Linked DNA regions of Zea mays: region 1 is linked to region 2. A link is a contact called in public Hi-C data. All regions are on one chromosome and are shown on one strand. The core of a region is the stretch at or near the end of the contact, and the rest is flanking DNA. Distances in the headings are between cores, read along the strand shown.

The links. A called contact is a pair of places that touch in the nucleus more often than the background predicts.
Region 1: a contact with region 2 is called in a Hi-C map of tassel, with 2.7 times the contacts expected there. The contact joins the promoter of LOC100282339 here to the promoter of LOC100194327 in region 2. A contact is called at or near these places in 3 of 25 Hi-C or Micro-C datasets (ear, leaf and tassel).

Annotation. Positions count from the first base shown.
Region 1 is chr2:211,054,703-211,057,706 of Zm-B73-REFERENCE-NAM-5.0, reverse strand. LOC100282339 (ELAV-like protein 4) reads right to left here and starts at 1,454. Exons shown (of 4, transcript NM_001157046.1): 1 at 1,255-1,454. The coding sequence starts at 1,372. LOC103647744 (probable V-type proton ATPase subunit H) reads right to left here. Exons shown (of 12, transcript NM_001301434.1): 11 at 2,912-3,004; 12 at 2,269-2,716. The coding sequence ends at 2,468.
Region 2 is chr2:210,825,752-210,828,981 of Zm-B73-REFERENCE-NAM-5.0, reverse strand. It overlaps LOC100194327 (Histone H2A), which reads right to left and starts at 1,841. Exons shown (of 2, transcript NM_001139365.2): 1 at 1,529-1,841; 2 at 761-1,267. The coding sequence starts at 1,717. The coding sequence ends at 1,049. It overlaps LOC103647736 (formin-like protein 11), which reads left to right. Exons shown (of 6, transcript XM_008672251.2): 6 at 1-115.

The sequences.
Region 1 (3,004 bases), core at 205-2,704, 230 kb before region 2:
GGAGCGGACTAACAGTGATCGATATCGACCGGTCAATAGCTACTATGGATATAGGTTGGAAAGGAAAGTCTAAAACCAGCCTAGGTTGGAAGTCTGAAACCAGTAGGTGGCAGATGATGACCATTATCCCACTTCTCTCTAATCATTGGTATGAAATTTGTGGTGCAGCTGATGAATACATTTTCCTATTATGACGTACCTGCAAAACATATATTAGTCACAAGTGGCAGCATGCATCACATTTAATTTTGGTATTTAGCTGCCTTCAAATCCTCTAGGATGGCGTTTCTTGCAACAAGGACGACTTCAATTGTACCATCGCCTTCTCTGATTATAGCTTTGCAGCAAACTTCATACCTGATACTCTTCCATCACTCATATTTCAAGACAAGAAGACAATGGAATATATGTTTTTTGAAATATGTGAAAGCTCATATGTTATTTATAAAAAGCAAATAACATCGAGCGTTATGATGAAAAACAATACAGGTTAAATCGAAAGATGTGGATGGTGTAGCACAACAAGGAAAAATCAAAATATTTCAGGCGCACGATGTTCCAGAAGAGAATGAATTAACATAAAAACCTGAGGAACAATTGCAAACATGTAACGTCCATATTCACACAAGTCAGGCAATGTTGTCAAGTAGTAGAATATTAATGGAATAACAAAATTTGCATAAATGAATCAACAAGCCCATGAACACTTCATTACATCGAGCATGGTATGGCTCTGATTATTTATTATACACCAGTTTCAGAAATCAAATAACAATAGGATATAATGGACAAAAAAATTCAAGGTTTTCTTAACAGCCATTTTGAAAAATGACCAGGAGTTCTCTAGGTCTAAATACAAAAAGACTCAGTTTCAAGTTTAACATATACGTGTGCTTATAAAAGGTCAAGTAGTTGACATCGACATTCGACAATAAGTTTGTATGCGCCTGTGCAGTACTTCTCTCGTTCAGAGTGGGTTCAGATAGAGCAAATCGATTCAGTTCGCAAGATAACACTATTCGACTACGACTAGTATCAGTTTAGTTCATCAGGTATATCAAAGTTGGAAGTAACTACTGGCTAACAGATCTCAGACAAAAGTAAACAACTTCCCCCATTCCTAATCCTACCGCAAACATCCACCGCATGCTAGCACAACAAGCAACTAATAAAGCGCGCAGCATAAGAATCAAGGCGAGGGTTTTCTCTTGCAAAACATGCAAAAAGGGGGGAAATGGAGGCGAGGTTAGTTGCCTGAGACGAAGAGGTTGTTGCAAGGGTTCGCCGCGGGGCGCGCGGCAGGAGGAGGCGGTGCAGCGAAGGCCGAGACGGAGAAGAGCCGCCGGAACCCGGCACGAGCCGCCGCCGCCATTCCGATGCTGAGTCTCCGCAGAATCGGAGGCGATTGAGTGCGGCGCGACGGAGTTGCTTCTCGAGATTGCAATGGGCCAGGCAGACCCAGCCGACGGCCTAAGCCCAATACACTCACGCTTGGTGAAGCACCTCCAAAGGCCCGAACGGCCAGATCCAATCGCTCCTGCCACAAAACCCCCCAAGGCCCGAACGGCCAGACGTACGTGGATTAGTACACCAACATTATACTGTACAAATCAAGAGCGGTAGGTACAGTAAGTCGCAGATGAGACCATAATCCCACTTCCCGCCAATCATTGGTATGAAATTTGTGGTGCAGCTGATTGATACATTTCCTGCAAAATATATATTAGTCACAATAATAATCCTATGTTATTATTGATCACCAAAACTAGGGTCTAAATATTTCCAATTCATATTATAGAAACACACATACTCGTGGCAGCATGCATCACATTTAGTTTAGTTTTGGTATTTCGATGCCTTCAAATCCTCTAGGATAGCGTCTCTTGCAACAAGGACGACTTCAATTATACCATCGCCCTCTCTGATTATAGCTTTACAGCAAACTTCATACTACCCGGTATTGCTTCCATCACTCATATTTCAAGACAATGGAGTATATGTTATTTGAAATATGTGAAAGCTCAAATGTTATTTAAAAAGCAAATAACATCGAACGTTATAATGAAAAATAATACATGTTAAATCGAAAGATGTAGATGGTTTAGCTCAACAAGGCAAAATCAAAATTTCGAAGGCGCGATGTTCCAGAATTTCAGGAGAATGAACTAACATAAAAACCTGTGGAACAATTGCAAACATGTACGTCCATATTCACACAAGTCAGGTGTACAGAAAAAAAAGGATTGCTAAAGTTGGAGATCAGAATTTACATAAATGAATCAACAAGCCCATGGACACTTTATTACATCGAGCATGGTATGGCTCTAATTATTTATTATACATCGGTCTCAGAAATCAAATAACAATAGGATATAATGGACAAGAATTTTCAAGGTTTTCTTAACAGCCATTTTTAAAAATGGCCAGGAGTTCTCTGGATCTAAATACAAAAAAGACTCGGTTTCTCTCAAGCCCGCAGAAAACTGGCATACTTTGCGCCAAGGAAGAGCCTCTGCACACAGAGCAGCGCATTTTTCTGCACTTCAGTGTTTTCATGATTCATGAGCTTCATGACTCGGTCCTTGGCCTTGAGGTCTGCCACCACGATTCGGCCAGATGGATGGTACTGGAGGAACTGTGAGAGGTCGTAGCAGGCCACGGCAAGAGCGGTGGTGTCACTTGATGTGTCAATGATTGTCATGAGAACTCGTAGAATCTGCCAAGTTATAAGTGCAATTTCATCACAACCACAGAGCTAAATGCTTGTGAGCCTATCTAATCTATAACATTGAATTGTCCAGAATAGCTTATCTATGAACACAAAGTTGGAAAACGGAGGGTAAAATCACAATTGCAAGACCAGCGAAGGGTATAATCACAATTGTCCCAAAGAAGAAAGGGCAAGGCATACCTGGAAATCATTCTCTTCAAAATTGTTAATGTTCTCACGCCAGAAACTTGGATCTTTGTGCATTGGAGACCAGTCAAGATGACCAAGAAGAAC
Region 2 (3,230 bases), core at 592-3,091:
TACCATTGTACCGAACGCAGAGAAATGCAGCGCAAACTTGTGAATCCGGTGCCATTACCCTTGCAAACAGGAATACAAATGAAGTGTTTGGTTTGAGAAATAAGCTAGTTTATCATCTTCTCACTCCTCATTATATTTGTTTGATTTTTAAAATAAAATGAGTTAATTCATCACCACATCATTCCTTATAGTTAATTCCTTATAGTTAGTTAGTACTATTGAATAATGGAATCAAACTACTAAATTTAAAAAATGAACCCATAATACATCACTCAATTTAGATGGAGTGATTTCTAAAACCAAACGCCCTAAAAGTGTGTCAACAAGTCCGTTCCATCATTCATGCTGTTGCTGCAGAGTAGTTCAGGCCTTAACCATAACCAAACATTCTTCGCGAATTGGAAGTCAATTATCAAAAATTTCCCCGACATAGCACTGTTTCAAGTTCTCCAGGTAATTCAAATCTCGAGAAAAACTCAGAACTGCCCGCTTAAAACTTCATTGCGCAGCATGAAACTTGCACTAGATCGTCATCCATTGACCCTTAGAACTTGAAGAACACATGCAACAATCCAACAGCTTCCTTTCATGTCACAGTACACTTTTATGTGGAACCACTACTTAGATTACTGAACTTTTGCTGCAGTCCTAAAATTCACGTCTGAATTTGGCAAGGACCGAATGATCGCGAGTCCGCATGCGCAGCAATCACCACTTGTTGAGTCCTCAAATCCCCATAACAGAAGGCGTCATATTCTTGCATTCAATCTCAGAAATAAATTCCAAAACAACACAGCGCAACATTTCGAAATGATCCAGACACACGAAATGCAAATTGGGACACTATGATTGATGAACCAGTCATTCAAAGGATGCACCTTTTATAGCAACAAATACAGAACTTAATCCTTAGCAAGCACAAGAGTAACTTAGTTTAGCAGTGTTACAGCAACCCACATACCCAGCTACAACGAACACCTAACGTACTACACAGACACAAGTTGATACGGCAGCATCCTGGGACGTGCCACCAGGCGTAGTCAAGGACTTAGTCCTCGTCACCAGCCGCAGCCTTGGCGCTGCCGCCGCCGGCCTTCTTCGGGAGAAGCAGGTTATGGATGTTGGGCATGACACCACCGCTAGCGATGGTCACCGTGCCCAGCAAGCGGGAGAGCTCTTCGTCGTTGCGGACGGCGAGCTGGATGTGGCGCGGTACGATGCGGGTCTTCTTGTTGTCACGTGCCGCATTGCCGGCCAGCTCAAGAACCTGCACGAACGAACACGGAGAAAGCCCCCAATTATTGAATCAGAATCCTTACTGGTTCAACAGAAAATAGCAAATCAACCAACGATAGGTTTAGATCTTCAGCCAAAATCCGCCTGGTGTTCTACTTCAATTCAGTAATTTCAGCAATTAACACCCATTTTATATAAAAAGAAAAAGGAAACCCCAGCAGCCAAATTTTCAATGCTCAAAACAAAAATAAAAGAATTAGCCAATAGCCACAAAATCGGAAGCCTTCTTTACCTCAGCAGCAAGATACTCGAGCACGGCAGCGAGGTAGACAGGGGCGCCGGCGCCGACTCTCTCGGCATACTTGCCGGCCTTGAGGAACCTGGCGATCCTTCCCACGGGGAACTGGAGGCCAGCCTTGGAGCTCCTGGACGTGGCCTTCTTGGCGGCGCCTGAGCCGATCGCCTTACCTCTCCCCGCCATGGCTACCTTCGTTAGGGAAAGAGCAGAGGGAATCCGGAGCGAGAAGCGGGTGCGGAAGAGGGGAGAAAGCCAAACCGCGGTGAGCTGTGGTGGTAGGACGGACAGAGGACGGGTTTGTAATCAGGACTATGAAAGCGGTGGGTAGTTGTGTTATATAGCTACGATAGCCAATGGGACAGGAGGACGCGGATCGGTGACGTGGCAGGATGGGGAATGCGGTAGGGCAACGATCCTGACCGTCCAATGTTACTTGGAGAGAGAGTGACGTGCGGTGCGGTGAAGGTTGGTTTTGTTTTGCCGCGACACCGTTTCGTCCGGATTGTGGGTCGCACATAAATTGCCAGTGGGCCTCCGAGACTTTTTTTTCCCATAGCAGCGGTCACCGCCGAACGCACCCACCTCACTCTGGCGACGATTTGTGTTCATCATTTCCCCCCGCAACAGCTATAATGTTAACGTTTTGTACAGCGAACCACCATATTTGGAGACGCGCCTGCCGGCCTCCTAGTCTTGATTTCCGTGGGCAGCATAGTTTGTTAATTAAGAAAAAATAGTAACTGATAATTAATAGGTATGACAAATAATATTTTATTGTTATAGTGCCATATAACAGGAGATTTAGGAAACCACTCTAGAAATTAAAGATATAGAAAAAGAGATTGCTAACATGATTTTTTATTTAAAATCTAACTCAACCCAAAAACAACCCAAAGCTAAAAAAACTCGATATGACACACCCAACAAAGAGGTACGCACCAATCTGGGTTCAATCATTCATTCCACAAATATATAATATTTCATTTCACAACACTAATGTTGTATACTTCTAGTAAACACAAATTCATAAAACCAACACTAGTAATCAAATATTAAATAAACAATATAAATATATAGCCATACATAAATTTAATTACATGGAACATGCACATATGTCTATATATATGTTATAACTACGAGAGAACAAAACTAGAATAGGTGAGGCGTCACTGATAACTAGATAAAGTGCTTGTCATTGAGAGTTGACTCGTCAGAGAACCGAGCTAGAAGACCGATTCATCTGCTAAAATAATAAAACAAGCCAAGCCATTAACAAGTTAAGTCGTACGAGTAATTGAGCCATAAAGATTTTGTTGAACCCTGATACAGTAATCGAGCCATGAGGATTTTGTTCAACATAAAGACAAAACAACACGACAAACTACAGTCCAAGACTTACTAATTGATGTTTGTAATTGACATTCAAAAATCCAATTTGATACAGATTAAACGTTAACCAGCGGAATCGAGTAAACAAGTCTTTTTATACCTATTACACCATGTCTAGCAGTTCACCTGTTTGGTCAATCAAAACATTTTTTTACACTGCATATTGCATGAGTGTGGTTTTAATGTGTACGAATTAGCTTTACACTCAAACAGAGCCGTTTGCCCGGGCGTCGGCCTCAGAATTTGTCATTTCTTGCGGGCATTTCGGCGGCTGATTCCTAAGAAACTGTTGTGTGCTAAATTGTCG